Regions from separate parts of the Mus musculus genome. Here regions 2 and 3 are each linked to region 1. Evidence: chromatin contacts called from public promoter capture Hi-C data. All regions are on one chromosome and are shown on one strand. The core of a region is the stretch at or near the end of the contact, and the rest is flanking DNA. Distances in the headings are between cores, read along the strand shown. Region 1 holds the start of Id3 (inhibitor of DNA binding 3). Region 2 holds the start of Syf2 (SYF2 homolog, RNA splicing factor (S. cerevisiae)). Region 3 holds the start of Ece1 (endothelin converting enzyme 1).

Region 1 (3,268 bases), core at 754-3,253:
CTCACCCGCAGGGTTCCTTTCTCCAAGTTTGGAAGTCTGGGGGGAAGGCAGACCAGAAAGCATGAAGTTAATGGAGGCAGTTTATTTAAATACGAAATAGTTCATCCCCACACTTGACCCCGAGCCGCCAGGAAGGTTCGCCCAATCATTTGCGGCATCCATCTAAGAGCTGCTGCCAAGTTTCAAGGAATTGAAGAAATAAAAAGATTCGGTCTCAGACTTGCCGGCTGTAGGAGAGGCTCCTGTAATTGAGAGTAGGATCATAGATCCTTGCTTTCAACCTCCAATGTTTTTGGGGATTCCCAACCCCAGCCCTTCCTACTAACCAAGCCACCCTAGCCCTCAGCTTCAGCTGGGAACTTTCTCGTCCCTAAAAGGGTATGCAAATCTGCCCGCCCCAAGCTCCTAGGAGGTGGCGCAAGATGTCATACACAAAGTGTTCAAAAATGGTTTATTATGCAAAATGTTAACTTTTATAAAAAGTTTAATATACATCACATGATTACAGAAAGTCACCTTCCTGTAAAAAAGGTACAAAAGCTATATACTCTATTATAGAGTTCATAATCAGGGCAGCAGAGCTTTTCTCCAAGGAAACCAGAAGAACAGCTCTTATGCTGCCTTGGCAGAGTGCGCAGGGCAGCCACTCGCATCCCCCCACACCCTCTCGACACCCCATTCTCGGAAAAGCCAGTCTTTTAGACTTGAGTCAGGGTGGGGACAGAGTGACGTTGCCCAGCTGCTGACCAGCGTGTGCTAGCTCTTCAGGCCACCCAAGTTCAGTCCTTCTCTCGGGCTCCAGGTCCAGCCTCGAGGCGTTGAGTTCAGGGTAAGTGAAGAGGGCTGGGTTAAGATCGAAGCTCATCCATGCCCTCAGGCTTCCGGCTGGAGAGAGGGTCCCAGAGTCCCAGGGTCCCAAGCGGAACGGGCGCCAGCACCTGCGTTCTGGGCGGGGGAGGAGAGAAGAGCGAGGGAGCCGTCAGTTTCCGCCGAGCGCGCCCAGGCGGAGGATGCCGCAGACTGGCCGGCGCCAGGGAGGAAACTCGGTCTCTACCTCCAGCTGATAACTCCGCTCCCCACACTGCCTCCACCCAGTTGGCGCCAAAGGACCACAGGCGGAGTCACCACTCCCCCTCCCGCTTAGAAATAACACTAGTGGAAAGGGGGGAGGGCTTCCTTTACTCCAAGGCTCATTTGGTGCGACCCGCGCGCCCACTTGCCCTGGGCTCTGGCCACCCGGGATGAGAAGGGACAGCGTGTCTAAGGAATGCACGTGATATTGACATAGGTTCTGTCGTTTATTCTAACTGATTATAGATAAGGCTTTTGCCTTTCAGTGGCTTGGCTTTTTCCCTAAACCGACTGAACCCTAAGCCTTACAATGTTCTGTCAAAGGCAGGATTTCCCATGCAAGCCTCCCTCCTCGCCCGCGCCAGGAGAAAGCTTACCGGGAGGTGCCAGGACGACCGGGTCAGTGGCAAAAGCTCCTCTTGTCCTTGGAGATCACAAGTTCCGGAGTGAGCTCAGCTGTCTGTGAAAGAAGGTTAGGAGACGAGTTAGCCAAGGGACTCGGGGACGCGATAGGGAAGACCCGCAGCATCCCTGCCCGCACGCTCAGAGCAGCCTGGTCTGGCTCCCTCTCGCACCTGGATCGGGAGATGCGGACCGTCCGGGGGTCCAGGCGCCGGCTCTGCCAGGACCACCTGAAGGTCGAGGATGTAGTCTATGACACGCTGCAGGATTTCCACCTGGCTAAGCTGAGTGCCTCGCGGGACTCCCGGCACCAGTTCCCGCAGGCGCGAGTAGCAGTGGTTCATGTCGTCCAAGAGGCTAAGAGGCTCCTCGGTCGACGGGCTCTTACCGCGGCCTCGCGCAATGGCCAGGCTACGTTCCGACAGGCAGCACACCGCCTCGTAGCAGCCGCGCACCGGGCTCAGCGCCTTCATGTTGGAGAGTAGAGATAGAGAGGGAGGAAAAGAGACACCTAAAGCAGCAAACAGTGCGCGCACGCCTGCAGCGGCCGACTCTTATAGAGTCCTCTCTAGGACACACCCCCTTATTCAAAACAGACCGCCAAGGGTCCACCCCCGCCCGCCCTGGGCACCGCCTCCCCGGTCCTGGGCGTTCACAGTGGGTTTAAATTGCTAACAGGCTTCCTTAGGCTGGTCTGACGCCGAGGACAGCGGAGCCTCGGATGCGAGGAATGAGGAAGCGCTGATACCGAGGAGAGGCGGGGCTCTTGAGCCAGCACAGATTTGAAAAAAAAAAAAAAATCACTTAAAACCATTAACTTTTAAGAATATGCCTTTTCTGGAGGCGCCCAAGTTCTCTGAGGTCCCCTCCCCCCAATACTGGTTCGAACCCACAGCTCTGAGGTCATAAATCCCTTGAACAACTAAAGATCTCTCTCTCCTCTCTCTCTCAAGAATTTTCAAGGGAAACTTGTAAGGAATTAGTGCCGCCTTGTTCCCCAATTTGCTGCTCGTCTGACCTCCAGACTCACTGGCGTCAGGAATTATCTTGTGACCAGAGGGGGAAAAAATTAATTGCGGTGAAGCTGAGGTTACAATGAAGAAAACAGATTTGGGCTAGGCGCTGAGATTGCAGAAGAAGGAGGGAAAGGGAGGTCTAAGCAGAGAACACTATTTATTTGAGCACCAGGGGAAAGAGGATAAGAGCAGTCTGGACCCAGTCCTTTTCCACGGAGAAAGAAAAAGCATGGACCGTTTCCACCGAGAACTCCTTTAGGAACTAAATGTATGCCCGGTTGTGCTTTGGAAGTGAATTTGATTAGGATTTTGGACAAGGTTTCAAATATGGGGGTGCTTGCTGCATAAACCCTTTTAGAAGGTCCCCTCCACGGGCATACATAGAACCAAATGGGTCAGCTGTCTAGCGTTTGCTTCCTCGTTCTGCACAGCCTCCCTCCCTTTGCACACTTTGCACACTCTGTAGAAAACAATAACAATTTCATCGCCGCGTTGTCTGTCCCTTTCTGTTGTGGAAGGGCAGCCACCTGGACATGATTATTCCTCGTCCTGCTGAAGTAGCCCCAGCCACCCATCTGAGAGAGCAGGAGAGCAGCCAGCAGGCAGGCAATCCCATATTGCAAAAGGACAGTGCACTCTATTCTTTGCCTGGCTCTGCTTCCCAGACCCCGAAGCCTCAGCAGTTCCAAAATTCTGGTTTCCATCTTGGGAGAGAACAGGTGGGGTTTTGCAGCCACGAGATTGCTTTCTTAATCAATCAGCCTGGTAAATATTTATGG
Region 2 (3,188 bases), core at 666-3,165, 1.2 Mb after region 1:
AAAATAAATTTATTGTTGTGTGTCACCAGAGCATAAAGAAAGCTGAGAACCACTGTTTACATTGTAAATGTTCAGAGATGCACTGTCTCATTTGTTTGTTTTGTTTTATATTCTTGGAGGCTCAAAGGCCATGTTTTAGAAAAGGAAAAAAAATAGTTCTTTTGAGCCAGCAAGATGGCTCAATGGGTAAGGGTGACTGCTACATAGCCAGATGACATCAATCCCTGGAAAGGCCACATTATGGAAAGAGAAAACTGACTTACTCCTGTTGTCCTGTCATCTACATACACTCCATGACACTTGAGCACACATACATACAAAGCCACAAATACATTTTCTTATTTCTGTGTGTGCATGCGCATGCCTTAGCCTTGTGTGGAGCTCTGTGGACAACCCTGTGAAGACGGAAGTCAGTTCTCTCCCTCCTTCCACTTCTCCCTGAGTTTCAGGGGTCAAACTCAGGTGGCCAGGCTTGTACAAGGGCCTCTAACACTGAGTCATCTTGCCAGCCCAAGAAACACTTTATTCAAGACAGGGGCTGGACTGGGCACTTTAATCCCAGCACTTGGTAGTAGGCAGAGGCAGGAGGATTTCTGAGTTTGAGGCCAGCCTGGTCTGGTCTACAGAGTGAGTTCCAGGACAGCCAGGACTATACAGAGAAAAACCCTGTCTCAAAAAAAAAAGACAGGAGCTGGAGAGATAGCTCAGCAGGTAAGAGCACTGACTGCTCTTCCAAAGGTCCCAAGTTCAAATCCCAGCAACCATATGGTGGCTCACAACCACCTGTAATGGGATCTCACACTGTCTTCTAGTATGTCTGAAGACAGCTACAGAGTAATTTTTGTAATAAATAAATCTTTGGGCCGGAGAGAGCAGGGGTGACCAGAGCAAGCAGAGGTCCTAAATTCAATCCCCAAATACCACATAAAGGCTCACAACCATCTGTACAGCTACAGTGTACTCACATACATAAAATAAATAAATCTTTAAAAAAAAAAGAGATCAAGACAAAAACAAGTCAAGCAGGCTGAAAATCTTGGCAGGTGCTAGAAGGGAGACAGTAAGAAGATATAGCATGCCTTTTGAATTATAGTCCAAGAAAACAAGCAGGTTCAGAAAAAGGGTCAGATGACCAAGCAGTCACATAAAGAAGTGAGAGGGAGCTAGCTTCTGGGAAAGAATGCTAATGTTGAGAGTGACTCGCCAGCCATGCTTACGATTTGAGTAGACATCCAAACAAGAGATGGGAAATAAGTTATACTTTTTTGAGTCTGAACTCGGAGAAAAGGGAAAGTGTGTGCTCGCTGTTTTTAAGGTGAGAAAGGTCTGATTACTATTTCTAACCAATTATTTCCCTAGATGAAAAACGAAGAATCATGGAACAAGAGGAAAAACCTAAGGTACACCCGGTAATGTGGGTGTGGCCGGGTGGAGCAGGCGGGTGGGGCTTTTGACGTGTGTCAAAGCGATCTCAACCCGAGTCCAGACCCACCGGCGGGCGGAGATCTGGTCCCGGGGACGCCGGGTCCGGAGATCTGGTGCGTGGTGCGCCTTCCTCCTCCTGCTCCTCCAGCCCTACTGCCAGCCTGGCCCGCAGCCCCGCCACTCACCCGCTTCAGATGCAGCTCACGGAACTTGCGTAGTCTCTGCTCCCGCTTCTGCGCCGCCAGCTCCTCGGCCGCCAAGGGCCTGGCTTCCGCGCCATCCGCGGGGACCTGCGATCATAACCGGCTTCAGGCTCGGCGTCTGCCAGGGGCCACGGCCCAGGCCTGGGCCCGGCACCCTGGTCTCCCCGGGAGCCGCACCCGGATCCCACCCATGTCCTCAGCCCCGGCGTCTCCCGGACTGACACCTACGCGAAGCCGGTGATACTCACCACAACTTCAGTCACAGCCGCCATTACAGCCTTCTCTCTACTTCCGTCAACAACGCTGAGCACTTCCGGCGGCCTCTGGCCCGCGGCCCAGACTCAAGCCTTCCCGATGGCGTCAGTTTCTTCCGGCCTCTCACGCTCCTTTTAGTGGGAGGGACTGACGCGTGGTATGGCTATGCGCAGGCGCAAACGGGGCGGGGCGGGGGCGGGGCCCGGGAGGGACGACAAGGATGAGGAAGTGCTCCGAACCTGTCACCACATAGAATGGGACGCCTGGTTGGGGACTGCGTATCCTGTCACCAGCTCTAAAGAACCTTGTCTCTCTTGAATTTAATCCGCATTAAGTCCCTTCCATAGAGTAGATAATTTGCTGATGTTACTAACTGTAGAAGAGCAGGGCGGGCCCCATATCGTTCACTCTCACATTCCAGCACCAGAGCAACTACTAAGGTCACTAAGATAATTCGGGAATAAGACAGGGATATATGAAACGTGTACCTTTCAAAATCGACGACTAATTAATTTTAGAAATGAAAAAGCCATCCCACGTGTAAAAATAGCTGGGTACAAATCGGCTGTGGTGGCATTCTCCTAGCGTCTCAGCCGGTGGAGGCAGGAGAATATCAAGTATGAGGCTTGCCAAGGCTACACAGTGACTTCTAGGCTAGCCAGTGCTATAAGACATGGGATATCTAAAAGCTTAAGCACTGGCAAGAAAAAAATGTAAACTGTGGGCAATTCTCTTTTGAGTCCCCCTCCCCTGTAGGAAGCTACTTCTCAAGCTTAATAAAACTTGGCTTGCGCCTGGCAGTGGTGGCACACACCTTTAATCCCAGCACTTGGGAGGCAGAGGCAGGCGGATTTCTGAGTTCGAGGCCAGCCTGGTCTACAAAGTGAGTTTCAGGGCAGCCAGCCAGGGCTACACAGAGAAACCCTGTCTCGAAAAACCAAAAAAAAGAAAGAAAAAGAAAGGAAGGAAGGAAGGAAGAAAGAAAGGAAGGAAAAGAAAAGAAAAATCCTGTCTCTGGATTAAAAGAAATGAGTGAGTTACTTGGCTGGAAGAAGTGAGGCAGGTGAGTTGAGTCTAACTAGCACACAAAATCCCCACAAATCAAATGGAAGGCAATACATACCTCTAAATGAGGAAGTTACAGCCGGCCTATTTCTTTTTTTATGTATGGGGTTTTAGCCTGCATCCATATATGCACCACCTGCATGCCTGGTGCCGACGGAGGTCAGACTAGAGTTATGGTGGTCCTGAGCCACCATGTGGGTTCTGGGATGGAAACATCTTTCCACTACAGCCAGTGCTCTT
Region 3 (3,025 bases), core at 122-2,621, 1.7 Mb before region 1:
CCTCGAACTCAGAAATCCTCCTGCCTCTGCCTCATAAGTGCTGGGATTAAAGGTGAGCGCCACCACTGTCCAGCTCTTGGGAGATTCTTAATGGGGGAGGTAAGTCGGGTCCAAGATGATCTCTGGGCACCTTGGGGGGGCGGGAGAATTAAGTCATCGGTCTCCAGAGAGACCAATGATGTCTCAGGGGAAAGACGCCAGTGGGTAAGAGAGAAAAGGGCTGTCTAAGGGAGACTTAATTTCTGACCAGGCACGGGTTGGTCCTGAGGCTGTCTCTGGAGCATCTTCAGCTCTCTCCATGATGCCCCTCTGTTTCTCAGCGAACCCCTCAGGCATGGAAGGGACATCACAGATGTAGGCAAGTCTCTAGGACCAAAAGGCAGAGAACCCAGGCAGATCTCCTCAGGCCACACAGGGTGTCCTGGGTCCAGTACACACGCCAAGAGCTCGGCTCTAGGAGAGGCAATCAGAGGTCCACAGGGAGAGAAGAAGCAAATGGCCCTGGGTGAGATGGAGAGGTAACCGGAGGCCTTGGCTCTAGGCCAGAGAGTCAACTCATCACTCCGAAGCTCTCAAAAGCAGCCAGATCTGGATTAGATGGATATCAGGCTTGAGGCTTGAGCCCCCAAAGAAGCCCTCTTCCTCAAGGACCCCTTTACCGTGGTGCTTTGGACCACGGGAGTCAGCACTTGGGCCCTCCTCTGAGGATTCATTACTGGGAGATGCTGGGAACACCAGATAACCCTCAGAACCTCAGACTATCCCCTCCTCTCTGAGCTATCTCTCCCCTTCCCATGAGCCAGGCAGCCACTGCAGGATCAGTGTAGGAGAAAAGTGCCCTAGTCTCCCACGATGTTCTCGAATCCCAAAGCCACTCGGACTATGCGGGGTGTGAGCTCAAGTCCAGCTGAACCTTGACGTCTCTGAATCGACCTGGCCTAGCTGCCCACGGTCTCCAAGTCAAGCCAAGCCAAGCTCAGCTCAGGGACTTGCACACCCCAAACCTATCTCACCAACTCTTCCCCAAAATCCAGCACGCGACCCCGAGTCTTCCACGCCAGGAGCAGCCCAGCAGCCCAGAACCAAGGTCCACGCGAACCGGACACCCCCCACAACTCCTGTCCGGGTCCAAGCCAGTGAACAGCGGGACGCGGGCCTCAGCTAAAGGGGACGCCCAGCTCGCCAGGAACCAGCCAGGATGCCATCGCCGCCCCGCTGTCGGGACCGTCGGGGTTGCATGGAGCCACAGCGGGCTGCGGGAGTACTCACCGTCGCTCCCGGGCTCCGAACGGCCGGGCTTAGGATGCACCTCCCGCTAAGGCTCCAGCTCCAAGTGCGCTGGGCTGAGCTCTACGCTCGAACCTCAGGGCTAGCTGCCGGGGCGGCGCGCGAGGCTGGGGCGCCCAGGCCAGAGGGCGGGGCCCGCCGCGAACCAATACAGAAGTGCGGGGGCTGCGGGCCCCGAAGAAACAGCCAATCAGAAGCGTCGGTTAGACTCCCCCCCACACCTCCGCGGGCTCCTTAACCCTTGGCATGCTGGAGCGCTGGATACTCTAGCTGCCCCGGATACCGGTGGGTCCAGGGGTGCGGGCCCGAACCTCCAGCTTGGCGTGCCTAATCTACACCTCGCCGGGACCCTCTCGAGGGACAGACGGAGCCGGTGTCAGGTCCACCTGCGCCCAGTTGGGGTTCTGGGAGCCTAGGCGACCTTTGTCTCCTGCCTGGTGCCTGCACTGTAGTATGACCCTGGGCACTGCAGCTGTGGGGTGTGTTTGTGTGCAAGAAGGAAGAAGGGCAGAGAGGAGAAGACAGAAAGGGGGGGAAGGGATGAGTTTCGAATGCCTGTGTGTTTATGTGGAAAGATAGAAGACTATATTTGGGGATTGTTAGTGTGTGTGTGTGTGTGTGTGTGTGTGTGTGTGTGTGTGTGTACACCAGCGCAGGCGCGCGATTCAGAGAGGGGAGAAGGAAAGAGAAATGGAATGGAATGAAGGCCCAGTAGGCGGGGGCACTTAGACCTCCAGTAGAGAAACTTTCTCTTTATGCCCGCTGCGCAGGTGCAGAGGAAGAAAGACCAGGAAACTGTACGTACTGGGTGAGCCGTGCATTTGTGACCTGTTGGGCACGCATGTGGGTGTAGTAGAAAGAGGCTTTGTGCCCCTGTTGTGAAAGAGTAGCCGGTGAGTGAATCCCGTTTGGTGTACATGTGTGTTCGAGCATGCAGCTTGAGACACACACACACACACACACACACACACACACACACACACACACACACACGGCAGAGATTTACCACAGCGTTGTAGGTGGCTCAGTTTGTGAGTAGAGAGGTCAGTGTGTCCTGTGTGGTAAATGTGTGGCTGGTTTGTTTTTTGTTTTTTAAGATAGGTCTTGGGGCTGGAGAGATGGCCAAATGGTTAAGAACATGTATTGCTTTTGCACAGGTGTGATGGGGGGGGGAATCGGGGGGGGGATCCCAGCACCGGTATCATTTGGCTCACAACTACCTGTAACTCCAGCTGCAAGGGACCCAATGCCCTATGCTGGCGTCTACAAACATCTGCATTCACATGTGCACATACTGCACCCCAGACAAACACATACATGTAGGTAAACAAACAAACAAACAAACTGCCAGACAGTGGTGGTGGCGCACGCCTTTAATCAGGCAGCAGAAGCAGGAGGATCTCTTGAGTTCGAGGACAGCCTGGCGTACAGAGCAAGTTCTAGGACAGCCAGGGCTACACAGAGAAACCCTGTCTCGACAAACCAACCAACCAACACAAAAAACAAACAGAGATGGGTCTCAATAACCTGGCCCACACTACCCAAACAGAGATGGGTCTCAATAACCTAGCCCACACTACCCCAATCCTACCTCTGCCTCTGGAGTGCTTGAGGTTACAGGTGTGCCCACCAAGCCCCACCTATTTGACTTTGGTCATTCCCTATATTTATATGATGCCAAGAAAAGAAACTAACGTATAAGGGATGTGAGATATATGTTCAGGGGCAAAGACATCCT

The links. Promoter capture Hi-C pulls out the DNA fragments that hold promoters and counts their contacts.
Region 2: a promoter capture Hi-C map of pre-B cells shows a contact between it and region 1, with 9 times the contacts expected there. The contact joins the promoter of Syf2 here to the promoter of Id3 in region 1. A contact is called at or near these places in 4 of 39 promoter capture datasets (the C10 cell line, liver and pre-B cells), 1 of 115 datasets of contacts at active chromatin or transcription factors (astrocytes) and 1 of 9 other capture datasets (adipose tissue).
Region 3: a contact with region 1 is called in a promoter capture Hi-C map of liver, with 2.4 times the contacts expected there. The contact joins the promoter of Ece1 here to the promoter of Id3 in region 1. A contact is called at or near these places in 1 of 39 promoter capture datasets (liver) and 1 of 115 datasets of contacts at active chromatin or transcription factors (pancreatic cancer cells).

The regions. Positions count from the first base shown.
Region 1 is chr4:136,142,557-136,145,824 of GRCm38.p6, reverse strand. Id3 (inhibitor of DNA binding 3) reads right to left here and starts at 2,003. Exons shown (of 3, transcript NM_008321.2): 1 at 1,647-2,003; 2 at 1,449-1,531; 3 at 433-945. The coding sequence starts at 1,946. The coding sequence ends at 1,472.
Region 2 is chr4:134,929,707-134,932,894 of GRCm38.p6, reverse strand. It overlaps Syf2 (SYF2 homolog, RNA splicing factor (S. cerevisiae)), which reads right to left and starts at 1,915. Exons shown (of 7, transcript NM_026780.3): 1 at 1,877-1,915; 2 at 1,611-1,715. The coding sequence starts at 1,900.
Region 3 is chr4:137,860,626-137,863,650 of GRCm38.p6, reverse strand. It overlaps Ece1 (endothelin converting enzyme 1), which reads right to left and starts at 1,371. Exons shown (of 19, transcript NM_001369179.1): 1 at 1,270-1,371.